Linked DNA regions of Mus musculus: all the other regions are linked to region 3. Evidence: chromatin contacts called from public ChIA-PET, Hi-C, HiChIP or PLAC-seq and Micro-C data. All regions are on one chromosome and are shown on one strand. The core of a region is the stretch at or near the end of the contact, and the rest is flanking DNA. Distances in the headings are between cores, read along the strand shown.

What was found. Hi-C and Micro-C count contacts between places; a contact is called where the count stands out from the background. ChIA-PET counts read pairs in DNA pulled down with a chosen protein or histone mark. HiChIP or PLAC-seq counts read pairs in DNA pulled down with a chosen protein or histone mark.
Region 1: an H3K27ac HiChIP or PLAC-seq map of the HPC-7 cell line shows a contact between it and region 3, with 6 times the contacts expected there. The contact joins the enhancer-like site here to the promoter of Stat4 in region 3. A contact is called at or near these places in 3 of 39 promoter capture datasets (embryonic stem cells and macrophages), 5 of 15 datasets of contacts at CTCF or cohesin (CD8 T cells, the NIH/3T3 cell line, large pre-B cells and 2 more), 98 of 484 Hi-C or Micro-C datasets (the 3T3-L1 cell line, the AML12 cell line, B cells and 55 more), 31 of 115 datasets of contacts at active chromatin or transcription factors (the 230-238 cell line, CD8 T cells, DN3 thymocytes and 18 more) and 4 of 9 other capture datasets (adipose tissue, liver, macrophages and 1 more).
Region 2: a Hi-C map of effector CD8 T cells shows a contact between it and region 3, with 4 times the contacts expected there. The contact joins the enhancer-like site here to the promoter of Stat4 in region 3. A contact is called at or near these places in 23 of 39 promoter capture datasets (the 3T3-L1 cell line, 3T3-L1-derived adipocytes, the C10 cell line and 14 more), 11 of 15 datasets of contacts at CTCF or cohesin (CD8 T cells, the G1E-ER4 cell line, the NIH/3T3 cell line and 5 more), 321 of 484 Hi-C or Micro-C datasets (2-cell-like embryonic stem cells, the 3T3-L1 cell line, 3T3-L1-derived adipocytes and 155 more), 55 of 115 datasets of contacts at active chromatin or transcription factors (the 230-238 cell line, CD4 T cells, CD4 single positive thymocytes and 34 more) and 6 of 9 other capture datasets (adipose tissue, embryonic stem cells, embryonic tail and 3 more).
Region 4: a contact with region 3 is called in a Micro-C map of embryonic stem cells, with 3 times the contacts expected there. The contact joins the promoter of Myo1b here to the promoter of Stat4 in region 3. A contact is called at or near these places in 3 of 484 Hi-C or Micro-C datasets (Sertoli cells, embryonic stem cells and stem cell-derived neural progenitor cells), 3 of 115 datasets of contacts at active chromatin or transcription factors (bone marrow-derived macrophages, embryonic stem cells and neural progenitor cells) and 1 of 9 other capture datasets (liver).
Region 5: an RNA polymerase II ChIA-PET map of memory CD8 T cells shows a contact between it and region 3, with 159 read pairs. The contact joins the enhancer-like site here to the promoter of Stat4 in region 3. A contact is called at or near these places in 4 of 39 promoter capture datasets (hippocampal neurons, macrophages, pre-B cells and 1 more), 37 of 484 Hi-C or Micro-C datasets (the AtT-20 cell line, B cells, CD8 T cells and 30 more) and 7 of 115 datasets of contacts at active chromatin or transcription factors (a beta-TC-6 cell line, bone marrow-derived dendritic cells, effector CD8 T cells and 3 more).

What each region holds. Positions count from the first base shown.
Region 1 is chr1:52,074,985-52,077,930 of GRCm38.p6, forward strand. Stat4 (signal transducer and activator of transcription 4) reads left to right here. Exons shown (of 24, transcript NM_011487.5): 8 at 1,549-1,700. Among named protein-coding and RNA genes, the nearest start is that of Gm31812, 37 kb to the right of the region's middle. Within about 2 kb of position 1,632, at least 17 of the 459 cell types and tissues checked have an H3K27ac peak or open chromatin away from gene starts, as enhancers often do. A contact at or near this core is called in CD8 T cells, the HPC-7 cell line, Th2 cells and 5 more, where this site is marked.
Region 2 is chr1:52,099,047-52,102,091 of GRCm38.p6, forward strand. Stat4 (signal transducer and activator of transcription 4) reads left to right here. Exons shown (of 24, transcript NM_011487.5): 17 at 1,278-1,413; 18 at 2,806-2,855. Among named protein-coding and RNA genes, the nearest start is that of Gm31812, 13 kb to the right of the region's middle. Within about 2 kb of position 1,650, at least 45 of the 459 cell types and tissues checked have an H3K27ac peak or open chromatin away from gene starts, as enhancers often do. A contact at or near this core is called in B-cell progenitors, CD8 T cells, CD8 central memory T cells and 16 more, where this site is marked.
Region 3 is chr1:52,006,517-52,009,581 of GRCm38.p6, forward strand. Stat4 (signal transducer and activator of transcription 4) reads left to right here and starts at 1,724. Exons shown (of 24, transcript NM_011487.5): 1 at 1,724-2,212.
Region 4 is chr1:51,914,140-51,917,279 of GRCm38.p6, forward strand. Myo1b (myosin IB) reads right to left here and starts at 1,839. Exons shown (of 31, transcript NM_001161817.2): 1 at 1,622-1,839. It overlaps Gm33795 (a long non-coding RNA gene), which reads left to right and starts at 2,023. Exons shown (of 3, transcript XR_001778914.2): 1 at 2,023-2,365; 2 at 2,602-2,784; 3 at 2,859-3,140.
Region 5 is chr1:51,933,157-51,936,479 of GRCm38.p6, forward strand. No RefSeq gene overlaps it. Among named protein-coding and RNA genes, the nearest start is that of Gm33795, 19 kb to the left of the region's middle. Within about 2 kb of position 1,570, at least 117 of the 459 cell types and tissues checked have an H3K27ac peak or open chromatin away from gene starts, as enhancers often do. A contact at or near this core is called in B cells, CD8 T cells, the HPC-7 cell line and 13 more, where this site is marked.

The DNA.
Region 1 (2,946 bases), core at 382-2,881, 68 kb after region 3:
ATTTTTCACTGTTTTAGACATAGGTCGTTAAGGTTCTCAAGTGGGTTATACTACACATTTTTAGTTAAAAATTACTAGATGATATACAACTCTATTGGAAAAACTAGTGTTCTATATTCTATTCTGAGAATGGCACTGTTAAATATTGTCCTATTTGTGAAATTCCTCAAGACTTAAGAATAGTTTGTTAGTAACAAACTTTTTTTTTTTTTTGCTCAGTGAAATATGTTTAAGACAGTAAATATTTCTATTTCAATTTTCTTTTTTTTTTTTTCTTCTGTTGTTTTTTCAAGACAGGGTTTCTCTGTGCAGTTCTGGCGGTCCTGGAACTCACTTTGTAGACCAGGCTGGCCTCGAACTGAGAAATCTGCCTGCCTCTGCCTCCCAAGTGCTGGGATTACAGGCATGCACCACCACTGCCTGGCTTATTTCAATTTTCTACCTGTCTTTAAAAGTAAATGCAATTGATATTTAGCCAATAACTGCTAAATCAGTAGTTCACTTCTAAAAGATCATTTTTGGTGAATAAACTTATATGCATCCAAATAAGTTTACTTTCACTTTAAATTGATTATAAATATAATTAGGTGTGTGTAAGATTGCAATCACACAAACGGTATACATAAGCAGATAGTCCAAGCTAACATGTAAGGATTTTATGGGTGATCTGTTTCATGTTTTATATGCACCATTTTATTTTGCTTGAGAAACAAAATTAGAAATAGAGAAGGAAATCTGAAAATAATATAGCCCATCTACCCACACCCCCACACCTACATATATATACATATACAAATATACATATACATATACATATACATATATATATATATATATATATATGAGAGAGAACTAAATTATAAGAAGGTTAAATGCTTTGTCCAAACTCACAAAACCTGAAGAAAAACTCCTGTCTCCTAATTTCCAAGCTTATGAAAGTTGTATTTTACTCTGCCTCCTTAAACACAAAGTGTGAAAAAAAAGTAACACAGAAAGAACCAAGTTTTAATCAGTATTTTTGCAAATAGATGGATAATCACATTCATTTAGAAACAGGCATTGGAGCAATGGCTTAAGAGTTAAGAGCAACAAAGGCTGATCTTCCAGAGGACCCAGGTTCCGTTCCCAGAACCCACATCGTGGCTCACAAGCAACTGAAACTCCATTCCTAGGGGATCCAACACCTCTTCTGCCTTTGGGAGGCACTGCACATATATCAGCTGGACAGACATGTCAGCACACCACTAAAACACATAAATAAAATAGACAACTGTTATAAATGGCCTTCAAATGCATGTTTAGGACAGCACCATTCAATATTGACACAAAAGTTCCCACTGGATACTTTAGACGGATGCATGAGGATGCCAAGCCGTGGTCACAGTTCTCATGCTATTATTCAGTTGTAATGACTTTATTGTTTGAGAAGGCACTATCAAATATTTGGTTAATTTTAGTCAACTCTTTGTCTCTCAGAGCAGTGTGTTTTGGTAAGCAGACCTGTAACCTGGTGTTCTGTGGATCTCTTTGCATGCTGTCTGTTTGCAGGAAGCACTCAGTAAGATGACGCAGATAGTGAACGAGACAGACCTGCTCATGAACAGCATGCTTCTAGAAGAGCTGCAGGACTGGAAAAAGCGGCAGCAGATTGCCTGCATTGGTGGCCCGCTCCACAATGGGCTGGACCAGCTTCAGAACTGGTAAAGCGATTAACTTTAGTTTCTAGTGAAAACCACAGGAAGCAAGGGCTGCAGTTGCTCAGTGAGAGTGCAGTCTACACCAAGCTGGGGACTACTGAGCAGGAGGGAGCCCCTGTCTCATGTTCTCAGCTTGCCTCCTTTGGGAAGACAAAGGAAGCCTTTCCCATACATAAGAATTGATCAATAAGCAAACGTGATATCTTAAAAGACTCTAGTGACTTTTTTCGAAGCCTATAATGCATATCATTAAGGGTAGAATAAACATTAGCTTCAAAACTCTGAAAAACAACTTTTAAAATGTGTGTCTTATGGTATAAGCTCAACATTTAGTTTTATATTTTCAAACACATTAACTTTGTAAAAGATGTTGGTCAAAGATGCAAAATTTCAGTAGGAAAGAGGAATAAGTTTAGGAAAGCTACCATACACCTTGATGACTGTAGTTACCAATATGTTATATACTTGAAAATTACTACATAGAATTTCTGTTCTTACAAAAAGAAGGTTATGGGAGACAATGCATATTTTTTAAATTTTTATTTGGCCATGCTTCAGTATATAAATATAGCAAAACATCATATATAAAACTACAAATATACACAATGTTTATTGGCCAGTTAAAAAGTTAAGCTACATATGGTAACAGACACCCGTCATCTCAGGGGAGTCACGCAAGTTCTAAGCCTCCTTGGTCTACAGAGCAAGACCCTTTACAAAACTAACAGTACAACAGGACATCGATACCTAATATGCAGATAAGCCGTTAAATGTAGATACCATCTTTTCACATAGAAGGATAAAAATGTTGATAAGGTTTTCTGACTCATAACTGCAAAATAAAAACGATCTGGCTAAGAGGACAATTGAAAAATATAAGGAGAAACAAAAATCATTCGGTTACCATTCAAAATTGCTTTCTAAGAGATAATTCAAGAAAAATGGAAAATCGCCATACGCCATACCTCAGGTTTCCTTCTCAAGCGAAGTAAAGATGTGGGCTCACTTTCCAACACACTGATTTCCCTCAATTCTCTAAACCCAAAGTACTCTACTGTGAAAACAAGACAAGCAACACAGGGAGTAATGAAAGCCACAAATTGATGGGACCTGCCACAGCTCCCTCCCTGGTCCTTCCTGTGTACTTGAGAAAGAGTTGCCGGGGAGACTGCAGAGAGATGCTCTGCTCCTCTAGCCGTAGACCCTGTCCTCTTCCCCTTCCTCTTCTTCTGTTTCGGTCTTTCTAATT
Region 2 (3,045 bases), core at 400-2,899, 92 kb after region 3:
AGGCTGGGTGTTAGTGCCATCTGGTGGTTACTTGAGGCACTTTATCAAAAGTGGACTTAAAAGTTATACCAATGGCTAATAGATGTTTTTGTATGAAAACCAGGGAAGGACTCAGATTTAAAAGAAAAAAAAAGTCTCTGCTCCATCTTGCTCTGTTCTTAAGACAGAGAAAACAAAACTGAGGAACTGTGTGTTATTTTGCCAAGTACTCAGTTCCAGAAGAAACAGCTTAAATGTGAATAACTTTTCTTCCTTGCTCAAATCAGTTTCTACCAGAAGAATTCTTTCCATTAGGTGACTGCATAAGAAGAAGTGATCCCTAAATAGGTCAACCTTCAGTGCCTTTCCCCTTTAATGCAATATTCCTTAAAAGGAAATCACACAGACAAAGGCACAGCCCTGTTCATTCCTATCCCCAGATGTCCTGGCATCGAAGACACATCAACTGCAACCAGGAGGGCTCCCTAGTCGTGACATTCCCCTCATGCTGGAGAATCCACTAGATAATTCACTTTAAGGCCAGAGGTGGTTCCTGGCATTAAATGCCACTTCTCTTTAAGAGCTACATGTCTGTACATTCAACTTTAGAGTGTGGCGGGAAAGACTTAGTAGGGTCTTCTGTCCTAGCACAGCACCACACTGTTATCTCTTAGCAACATTCTTCTAGGAACCCGCTAAGGCCACCACATGCCACCATGCTCACCCTCCCAGAGCAACTGGGTTCCCTCTTGAAGATCTAGAGACTGGACTCTTAGTCTCCTTACAAAACCAAGCTAAACGAGTAACTTTGACTTATTAACTCTACCTTCCTCCAAACTCTGAGCTCTTACACCTTAACTAGACCCTGTCCTCACTAGCCATTTCCCAGCCACCTTTCTCAAGGAGACAATGGTGTCCCTAGAAATACTTTTACTTCTCTTCTTCCTGTCTTGTGATCCTTGTTGAATGCAGAGCCCTCTTTCATGGTGAGCCAATTAGCATGCTTACAATTAATATCATTTCAAGGGAGTTTATGTGACCAGCCATTGTTAGTCATGAGATGATTGTTGTTTGGTAGTTTAGAGAAAGTTAGGAGATGTCAAGTGATTTTCTCAGGAAAGATGGATCCCCAAGTTGTATTATATTCAAGGAGCAAAAGTACTCTAATGGGGAGATGAACTTTATGAACAATTTATTATTAACATCACTTGACCCAGAATCTAAATCGGGAATGCGATATAGCGAATGTAGTGTTCCCTGTTAGGTTATGATATATAATCACCATACCTCTATTTCAGAACTTGGTTTTCTTTAATAACCCTCCATCTGTCACTTTGGGCCAACTCCTGGAAGTGATGAGCTGGCAATTTTCATCCTATGTCGGTCGTGGCCTTAATTCAGAGCAGCTCAACATGCTGGCAGAGAAGCTCACAGGTGAGAGCCGGGAGACGGGGTTTCCTCTGGTTTTGGCACTCGAGAGTTTTAAAGCAGTTATGTTACTACTATTAATAATTACGATGCTGTCACACTTTATGGGATGCCTATGTTGTATTGCCAGGCACAGGGCTAAGTGTTGTTTTACTTTCATTTTTCACAATGTTCCTGGGCCCAACAGTGTTCTATTGATTTGAGGACATCAGAGGTCAATGGCTCCACCGCACAGCTAGGAGGCAGCAGAGTCACATTGTGGGCCAGACGGGTGCTTCTCTGAGGCCCCTCTGTTCACCCTCTGGTTTCTAGGTGTTCTCAAGTCACTTCCTCTGAATATGCTGTGAAGCCTTTATGGTAATGTTAACCAACTAGAACACGATGGGCTAAGCACAGGAAATGTGCTAGAAGTTTAAAAACACGAGCAATGACTTGATTCTGCACATTATGGCCGCTTCGGTTTCTTGGTTTTGCAGACATCACCTGTGCTTCATAAGCTTTGCCTATATTTCTTAGCCGTAGCTGGGTTTTGACAAGCTAGTACACCTAACTCCAGCTGAGTCTGTATGCATTTGCAGTTATGGTACCCACGCTTGTTCTGCACAGAAGCTGTGGCTGCCGTCTGGTTTATGTGATGTTGGCTAGCTTCACCTGTTTCTGTGCACCTGTTGGCTCAACAGTGGGTGGTCAAATACAACTGCCCTTTCCAACAATTTAAAATTCTACTTAATATAGGTTTTTTTTTGTCTTGAGTTCATAAATACAGTAGTAAACATTTGTAAAATGTTAATGAGCAACTAACGCAAAAATTATGTTAGCATGTTACCAGAAATAGTATAGATTAGCATAGTGTTCTTAGGATCTTTAGCAAATTATCCACAGGAATGTAGTTTCCTTAAGATTTCAATGTGCTAGATCAAAATAGCTGGTGGCTGCATATTGCCTACATGATTTCTAGTCCATTTTTCCACTTAAATCTAGCTATACCTAATTACATGATTTTGTTGTGTGATGTCTGGTTGCCGTCCTTGGGCCGCTCTTACCATCTCCAGCAGCATGTTATCCCACAGCGCCTTGGCCTCACTCTGCTTCCTCCCTGGAGGAGCTTCTGTTCTCCCTCTGCCCGAATGCCCAGTGCCGACCATCCATGGTGCTCCCTAAGCTCATTGTTGGCTCCTCCATCAGAAAAGCTTCCTATTAGATACTGACCTTCTTAGGCACAGCATGGCACATTAGACCTTAGGAAGCACTCACACACTGTGCCTCCATTGGAAGGCCAAAGAAATGCTTGCAAGAGAAGAGTGGGGAGAGATTAAATCGAGCACAGAATGAACGATTTCGGTGTTGCGTTAAAATTCTTGTTTCATTTAGTTTTGTTTCTTTTTCCTTTCATTTTAGTTCAGTCTAACTACAATGATGGTCACCTCACCTGGGCCAAGTTCTGCAAGGTACAAACAGGGCAATGGGGGTGTCGATTAGGATGTTAGAAAGCTGATTTCTAAAGATCCAGTGGTTTGGAAGATTTCCTGGATGAGGATAACTTAAAAAAAAAAAAAAAGTCCTGCCCTGCTCAAAGGGAACATTTGTAAAAGTTGGAGTGGGTTCCGTTAGGGATGCTGCCTCGTCACTGTCCTTGCT
Region 3 (3,065 bases), core at 474-2,973:
GAGGTAGTGTAGGCCTGTAATCCCAGCAGAAGGATCAGGAGTTCAAGGTCATATTATACAGTGAGTTTGAGGCTAGCCTGGGCTACTTGAGACTCTGTCTCAAAACAAACCCTAAAGCCACTTTTCTCACTCTACTTTTTTGCTGGAAGACATTTTTGTTGTTTACAAAGCATGTTCATTCTAACATATAATGGGCATATTATTGGAAGCATGAATAGCTTATCTCAGATCTGAATTTTCATAGAGTGAATAGCTGCAAAACTATAATACACAAATATGGGGGTCCTCAACAAGTTTTAAAAAGCAGAGATCTAGAAGTGTCTCAAAGAGAAAGAGAGCATACCCATTTTTGTACATGTACCTGAACAGTTAAATGTAGCGATAAAGACACAAAAAGCCAATGTGATTAACACTCTAAGGCAGGAAGTAAAAGTGGCGAGTAGTGGTCTCCACCTAAGCTGTCCAGAATGGCAGCCACCAGGGCTTTAGACACTGGAAAGAAATCCACTTACACTGCAGAATCTAGGTGTTCAATAGGAAGGAATACAAAGGATCTTAGGTAGCAATTTAAATGTTTTATTATAATTTAATGTTTTATTATAATTTAAATGAAGTATTATTATTTTGTAGATATTAGGTTACTTGTGCTGATTTCACCCATTTTTTTTTTCCACTTTAAATGTGTCTGGGACTAGGGAGATGGTGCAGTGAGTCAAGCACTTACACTCGGGTAAGAGGACATGAATGTGGATCTCCATGATTCATGTAAAGCCAGCTGTGATGGTGCCATGGCAAGATGGGAGACACGGGAACCCCCAGAAGCTTCCAGGCAGTCCAGGCTGGCTAACTCAGTGTCAACAGGAGACCATGTCTCAAACAGGGTTGGAGGCAGGGGCAACACTGGATATTGTTCTCTGATCTCTACTTGGGATCTATGGCATGCCAGCACTCACACATGCTCTGAACATATGCCTATATCCACACACAAATCGAAAGGGAGGGGGGAGAGACAGAGATTAAGAACATGAGGGGGATCAGAAAATGCAAGGAGTGTGTTCTGTTTCTCCCAGACAGCTGGTCAAGAAGAGTAAAGAAATTCAGCGTAAACAAACAAACAAAAACCTACTGTGGGTTTGGGGGCATTGTTACATCTTCACAAAGTCTAGGATTTCACTGTGTGTGGGGTGGCATGGGGGGGGTACCTGGTGAGAAGATGCAGTGGGGGGAACATCAGGAGTGAAAAATGACAGTGCCCAGACTTGTCTGAGTCACAGCCTCAGCTCCTGAGAGGGAGAAAAGTTTCCTGGGTAGGGTGTGAATGGCTTAGTTGTCACTTGGGAGAGAAGAATCCAGGTGGCACACCTGTGTGATGGCTGGTCATTGATATGATACAGGCTTTTGCCTAGGTATACTACCCTAGACACATGTGTATCCAGTCTGCCCATTGCTTTCCACCAGTCTGATTTATTTTGCTGAACTCTGGTAGAATTTTTTTCCTGTTCAAGGCATTAATATCTAAAGGAATCCGCTGGAAGTCAGTGATCCCTGAGAGATGACTGTCTATCTTAGTCCAGTGGCTATGTCTCTGAGTAACTTTGTTCACCTGCCTGGTCCTCAATGTCTTCAGAAAGTGAAATTTAGAACGGAAAGGAACCGAGGTTCCACCCAGCTCTGTGATTCTAGAACAGACCCATGTCATAAAGAGGGGAGCACACAGACTACAGGTACCAAGACAAGGTGGAAGCTGGCCAGAGAGGGCATACACCGAGAACTTTTACACGAGTTGCCACAAACCTGTGTAAGCCTGTCTTCTCACAAGACAGCAGACCCTGCTGTTGGTTGGTGTGTTGATGCTGGCTCCCTAGAAAGGATGGAGTTATGTCTAGGAAAACAGGAATCCCAGTCCTTCAGTGTGTACCTCTTACTCTACACACCTTGGGACAATTTGCATTTGTAAGAGTGGCTACTAGGGATGGGGCGGTGCTCTGCCAAGGGGGCTTCAGCCTGACTTTGTAAAGCGTTTCTAGAATAGAGTGGATAGGAACTGCCTAAAGTCCCAGGGACTCAAACACTGACGCACAGGAAAGCCTCAAGTGGGTGGAGAAATGCAAATCCCCTAGAGGAATGGCGTCAGCGGCTGTGGACCCTGAAGGCCGATTCTGACTTTGGACTTGTGCAGTGCCACTACCTGGACGGAGAGAGAGAGAGCCAGGTAAGCCAGGCAGCCCGCATCTGCGTGTGGCCTCTCCACAATAGGAAACATCTAGGCAGGATTCTTGGGGCGTCTTTCTACAATTGGTATTAACACGACTGGGGAGGAAGGGATGCCTATAAAAAGAAGGGTCCTACTCATTACACTCAGATCACTCAGAAAAAAAGTCTTCCAAAGACTTAAATGGAGATCTGGCTCCGGATCTTTACTGAAGGAGGGAGAAGTCGAGGCATCTCCGTGAAGCGGAGGGGTGGGTTGGGGGCTGTGCTGCTGCGGAGGTGTGTCAGCTAAGGGCTGGAAGACAGCCCTAATTTTCTTTAGCCAACGGAGGGCTGTGATATCTGACCCGAGATTGGCACATCTGGGTTTCAGGGAAACACCATCCCGCTAGGGTAGCCGGTGATTGTGGCTTTGAGAAGTGTGAGTGATGCTTAAAGTAGGTCGTCCCTTTGCAAAGAGGTCAAAGAGTCAACAGCACTGCTAGCACCCGGGAAATGGGCCTGAATGCAGGAATACCAGGAGGGAGCCGGCAGGCATCCAGGTTTTAGATGGAAAGTACTTGTCCTGAGACAGGACAATGAGCCCCTAGAGAGTGAAAACAAAGACACCCGCTGGAGGTCTGAACACCAAACAACAGCGACAACACCAGAACAAACCACCACCCCCCCCACCCCCAAAAAAAAACCCAACAAAAAACCTCGCTTTAATTTCTTAAAGTTTTAGAAAAGTAATTTTAAAAGGAACTTATCAAATCCACTCTCATTCGCTACCCTCCAGATCTTCTCCTTTTCTCCCTAGGGTATTTATTCCCTCTCAACTTTATGTGCTGGTTTGCTTGTTTGTTTATTTGTTT
Region 4 (3,140 bases), core at 589-3,088, 92 kb before region 3:
CTCCTAAAAACAGTGAGAGAGAGAGATTCACTGTCAGGCAGGGTTCTCTCTCTTACTCCCGTAGGCTCACAGGAAAGCCCAGAACACTTGAAGTCATGACTCCAGTACACAAACCCACAATGAGTGTCGGGTGGGTCTTTTCTTTCTTCTGGGACCAATGAAAAAGAATCTTGCATCATCTTACTCATTTATTTAGCAATCTGATTTCCTGGTGCTTCCCAGGCCCCAAATGTTCTTGGAAAAGCATCCTAACTGAACTGTATGATAACGGAGAAAACTATTTTTTGTCAAAAATGGTTCTATACACACCTAACAGGGTGTGGTAGTGCACACCTTTAGTCTCAGCTCTCAGAGGGCAAAAGCAGGCAGTATCTCTGAGTTTCAGGTCAACCAGGGAATAAACCATGTCTCAAAAAGTTTTTTGGTTTTTGGTTTGGTTTTGGTTGTTTGTTTGTTTGTTTGTTTGTTTTCTTCTTAGACAGGGTTTCTCTGTATAGCCCTGGCTGTCCTGGAACTCACTTTGTAGACCAGGCTGGCCTTGAGCTCAGAAATCCGCCTGCCTCTGCCTCCCAAGTGCTGGGATTAAAGGCGTGCACCACCACGCCCGCTTTGGGGTTTAGTTTGTTAGCCTATCCGAGCCACAATAAAATCCACAGATACACATGCACACATATATCCTGATTCATTGTGAAAAATATTTCAAAACAAAACAAACAAAACAAAAGAAGCCCTCTTCGTCCGTTATAAATAACAAGATCTGCCTTCAGCAAACTCCCATAGCCAGAGCCTAGAACTTCAAGAAAGAACAGAACTTGCTGCACCAATTAGTGCTAGGCCGTAGTATGAACAAAGCACCGCAAATAAACTCCACAGGCCTTTAGACAGAAGGTTGTGTTTGTAATTAACTCCAACGCACTCTCATTACCCCCTCCCCAGAGCTCCACCCAGCCCAGCGCCCTGCAGGGCTCCCGTTCCCAGTCTGGTTTCCATTCGAGCCCCGCCCCCTTCCCCTTGCCTCTCTGGGACTGTGAATCAATCCCATCCCGGGCAGGAAACGGGACCCGGGGCAGCCCCCTCCGCTGTGGCGGAACAAAGGAGCGGAGCGCAGCTGCACTCGCAGGGCGATCCATCGGGTCCGGTCGCCCCTCCGGGTGCGCCGCGGCCGGGGCACACCGCACCTGAACCCCACTCCCCAGGACGCCCCATTGTTCCACCTCCGCCTCCACCTCCGCTTCTCCTTCCCACAGGAAGCCATAAGCTTGTCCTTCCATAGAACCTGGGGCCGGGAAACTCCAGTGGGCCAGAGGGATGGAGGGGGATGCGAGTGGGCCCGCGGGAAGCAGGGTTCCCCAGTGCCCGTAGGTAGGAAGCCAATAACACAAAGTGAGAGAACAACTTAGTTTGTAAGCCCCTTCCCTCTCCTGCCGCCCCCGAAGCCACACGGGGCCGCGATCACCCTCGACGACCTCGAGCGCGCGTGGGTTCACGGTGGAGTGCCTCCGCGCCCCACAGGAGCGCCCCGGGAGCTGATGACCCGGGATTGCAGGCTGCGGCTGAGCCTGGGGCCGCGCGCACAAAGGCACGGGCGGGAAGGGAGCCGGCACGGGGGAGTGCAGCGTACCTCGCCCGGCAACCGCTCGGCCACTCCGTCTCCGCGTGCTGCTCGCTGGCCGCCGCCTGGGGAACGCGGGTCAGATCCGATGCGGGGCTTGTGCCACAGTTGCTGCCGGGGATCCCGCGCCGCTCAGCCGACCGTGCGTTCAGTGCACCCACACCGCGTCCGCCGGCTGGGCTCCGAGTGCGCTGGCTAGAGGCGCGGCGGCGGCGCGGCCACTCCCCTCTCCCGGCGGGGGCGGCGACCTCACCGCCCGGACGCGCCCCTCGCTCCCTGGCCGCGGTTCACCCAGGCGCGCAGGCCGCACAGCGCCCCCCGGTGAGCACCCGGCGGGCGGGGACACCCAGGAAAGCGCACTGGCCCTTCACCTTGGCCACTGCATGATCCGCGAACTGCAGACCAGAGATGCAGAGCCGAACAGCTGCAAGAGCCTGGGCGCGAACCTCAGCAGAGAGAATATTCTTCTCCACATTGCCTACCCTCCTAGGTCCAAGTTTGGGTGCCCAAAAATATCACAAAATGACAATTTAATGGAAGAGAAAATGGCCTGCCATGTGAGGCTTTTATTGTCTCTGTCACTGACATACATATTGAATATACCATTAGGTACTGAGCAATGACTGGCAATCACTTGGCCATGGTAGAGGGTCTGAAGACTCAGGACTCCCAGCTTCTCACTCCAGGTGTCTTCACCACGCTGGGATTCGGGACAAGCCACATGACCCTGGGTCTGGCTTGTTCCTGGAAGAGGTAAGGGTGTTCATCAAACTTACTCATGGGGTGAGGTGAGGATTACATGGCTGGGGTGTTAAAAGCGCGGCAGACACAGTAATTATTACTCATGAATCTGACGACTTTATCCTATAATGAAATAAATTGCCATAAATGGGGCCAGGTTTAAGTGCACTGACCTATATCTGGATACTGTCACTGAAAGGAGGCGAACCAAAGATTTCCAACCTTATATAGTCACTCTGTCCCTCCAGCACAGGCCCCAGGACTTCTCAGAGGCTACCAAGACCCTCCTCTACAAACTGACCTGCTGGGAATTCTAGCATCATTGACGGAACCAGCATCAGTTAGGTCTTCAGTCGGCATGGTAATGGTTTAAGCTAACATATTTTGAGTAGTGGATACAATTTTATTTAATCTTCACAAAAACCTGTGAGGTAAGTTACTTTTCAATTTTTGTTTTTGAGGCCAGGACAAACAAAGTCTGAGAGCTTTTTTTTCTTCCTTCCAGCTTATATACAACTATGGAGAACCTCCACAAATTCTTTGGTACACCTCTCATTGAGGAGTGCCATTTGATTGCCCTCCTCTTGAATACAGGCTGGACTGAATTCTAACAAATGGGATACAGTTGGTGGTATGACCAACCCAGCTCTCTCTCTCTCTCTCTCTCTCTCTCTCTCTCTCTCTCTCTTTCTCTCTCTCTCTCTCTCTCTCTCTCTCACTGTGAGGGAGCACACAGAAGCCAGGTATAGCCATATATTCCAGACTAAGAGTGCCCGCATCTGCTCAC
Region 5 (3,323 bases), core at 320-2,819, 74 kb before region 3:
TACTATAAAGAAGCACTGCAGCTTGTGCCTTGCCACTGAGTCATTTGCTCTAGGGAAAGGCAGATATCATATCATGAGGATGCTCAGTCAACACGTGGAAAGGTCCACGGGGTGAGGGACTAAGGCCTTGTAAAGCCCAACCAATTCCTTTTTTAAAAAGAAACTCCATTTTGTTCGAGGCCAGGGGCTAAACTCCAGTTCCAGGAATAAAGTCAGAGTCCTCCTGAGCAAGTACCCTATGACAACCCATCCCCCTTAGCAACAGCCAGTGAGGCTACAATAGCAGGGTCAAGATAACTCAAGACATCCTGCAGAGAATAAGTAACTTATCCATCCTGGTGGTCCGATGGCTTCGTTCTCATCTTCAGTTCCTACGGAGTACAGCAGAAATGTAGTTTTTAAAATATTAACTTGCTGACCTGTATAGATGCATGCCCCAAGTTTGCTGTATCCGCAATACAAATCCTGAACCCCTAGACTCAGGGCTCTCACTCTGACCCACTATGATGGTGAGAGAGACCTTGCTCACAATAAAGACCGTTACATGGTTTACATTGGAATTGGCTCCTTAGTGGTCTTTGGGTACATGCAACTTGGGCTTAACAGCCTCCTGACAGCAATCATTTAAATCAACTCTCTCAAATCTTGAAAACCTTGGCTGCCTGACTCCTCACCCAGCACTTGCCTTCTGAGAGGGAACCATCTAGACGCGCCACTTAATTACTGATACTCAGGAACTATGTCATAAGTTTGTTGTTTTGAGCTAGGATAATTTATTTTATGTAGTAATGGATAATTCATATATTATGTAATGGTACAATATTATATGTTTGGTACAGTATTATAATTGATTTGATTATGCCATTTCAGACCCTGTAGGCATTTAATCCATGGGACACTGTAGGAATGCTCTTCTGTGAGCAACAGAGGGTTTCTCTCCACCCTTTCCTTGTGCCAAGGTCTTCTTTTAATTTGGGCCATGGCCTTTGACATTGTGTCTGATTCTTAATTCAAAGACTACCAAACATGCTCCTCCCACAAAGAGCGGCCTCCCTTCTAATTGACCAGTGTTGCTCCAGTTACGAGTCATGTCATACCTCTGTGACGTGGCCTAGAGTTGCAGCTCAAGATTTTATAGCCATATTTATACCGCCTGCACAGCATGGAATGAGGCCAGCAGAAGTTGCACCCCATGGCTCTATAATCTGCTCTAGTCACCCAGTTTGGAATAGGACTGATTAGAGGAGCTTCGAGAGATAAGCCATCGAGGCTATGGCCTAGCTCCATGTCCTTGTTCTGTAGGATCCCGTCTCAGTGATGAGTGAGAAGGTTAGTGGCTTGTGCAATACCAGTAGACACACTTGAAAAGTGAGTCCCTCCCTGCCTATGCAGTAACATCAGAGCATGAGGGTCCTAAGTGTAATTTCTGATCCAGCAAGCTAGACGTTTAAAACCTGATGGGTGATGACCACAGTGTCTGGGACTTCCTCTCACTGTGTACCATTCAGAGGGCAGATGCGAAACAGGAACATGAACAATAGATAGAGTGGTCTGCCACTTCCTCTTTCTGCACGTCGGGGAAGTTTCATTCACCAAAACAAAGTTATCACTGCTCTGTAAAGTGACAACTATGTCACTTTACAGCACTGTGTCAATACAGAAAACCAGACAGTCACAGCTCCCTGGCACAGAGGCACCCAGGAAGTGGGAACTGTCTAGTGTTAGAGAATAAAGTGAAGATGACTTACTGAACCACCATCCTCCACTTTTAATTCAACTTTATAAGGCAAAACTGGTAATGGGTTGGAAATAAAGGAGAGAGCACAGTGGTGGGAGAAAGCAGGACTCTATGATCATCACTGCACTACAGAATCCACCCTAAGCTCTGATCTCAAGGCAAACCCTTCACTTTAAATGAGCCTATTATGCTCACAGCAGATGCAGCCAAGAACAGGAAAAGCCAGGTCTGCCCCACTGAGCATTTTTCAACAGAAGGCTTAGGGAATTTGTTTACTATCCTGATAACCTTTACTCCAGACCAATGGCCCTCCTCTGGTTCTGTTTTTAAAACCTGAGTTTGTCAGATGAGGAAGGCTAAGCCAATTAGCCAGCTGAGCTAAGTCAGAGTTTAAGAGGAGTCCCTAGAGAAGGCCCCATCCTGCCTCTCATGTCAAATCTATCCTAACGTGGTGTCTCCAGAGGTAGAACCACAAAGACACTCCATGAGGACATTGGCCCGCCTCTGATTTGGTTTTACATTTTCTCTTTGTGTTGTCTTTGTAAGGTATGATGATTATGATGTTTGAGCCTGTCTTCCCAAATACAGCTCCTAACACATGATTTCAGAGTTCACAGAAAGAAGGGAGAATTGAGAAATGGACACGTGTAATGGGATTAAATGAGACTTGGTTTTGCCGAGTTCCCGGTGGTTCTAAACACAGCCTATATGATCCCAAACAACAAGAGCCATTCTGCAGTTTGCATGATTAGTTAATGAGCACCTACTAAGCACATGGAACTGAGGTAGTGCATGATACTCTAAGAACATTACACTTCTATTTCATGCACAGAGTCTTTCAGCTCCTTCTAAAGCTGAAGACAGAAACAATCTTGTCTTTAACTTCAGCAGAAAGTTCCACACAGAGAATATTTTTCAAAGTATCTTCTCTCCCATGGAAAGGTTCTCTAAGCAGGCACTGCCTATCTTTACGAATAAATTGTTTTTAAAAGTTTACCTCACAGCTCATATGCAAATTCTTATTGGTAGATAAGAGAATAACTAATTGCAGTAGATGAAGAAGTTTTCTTACATGATGCATTTAGATACCGTTATGGGAATCTTTGGGGTGGGAGGGAAATGAGAGAAATTTTATAATTCAAGGATATGGACCTTTCCACACACCCTCTTTTCCTTATAATTAACTTATTTCCTCACTGAAGAACAACACATTTCCTCAAGCTAATATAAAATATATTAATAACAAAGAACCTCTGCTCCTTCTATCTTGGAAGTAAACCCTACAAAGCTCTTGGGATAAATTCTGGGAGCACCACGCAGTTCTTTGAAAGCTGGAATTTGTATCTTTAGAGCGTTTGTGAAAGAAACGTAGCTCAGTGCCCTCTGGAGTCACTTGTTGTCTACCACAGGCTGCAGTAGTTATATTGAAAAAAGCGAGCATAGAATGTTTGAAAACATTGTTCTGAGGTATGCTCCTCGGGGCTCTCTCAGAACATGCTCCAACAAGCTCTTCCTAGCCAAGGAGAACTCCTCTGGGACTCAGAAAACCTTTACCATCCCAATACAGGTCTTTTAGGAAATTTGG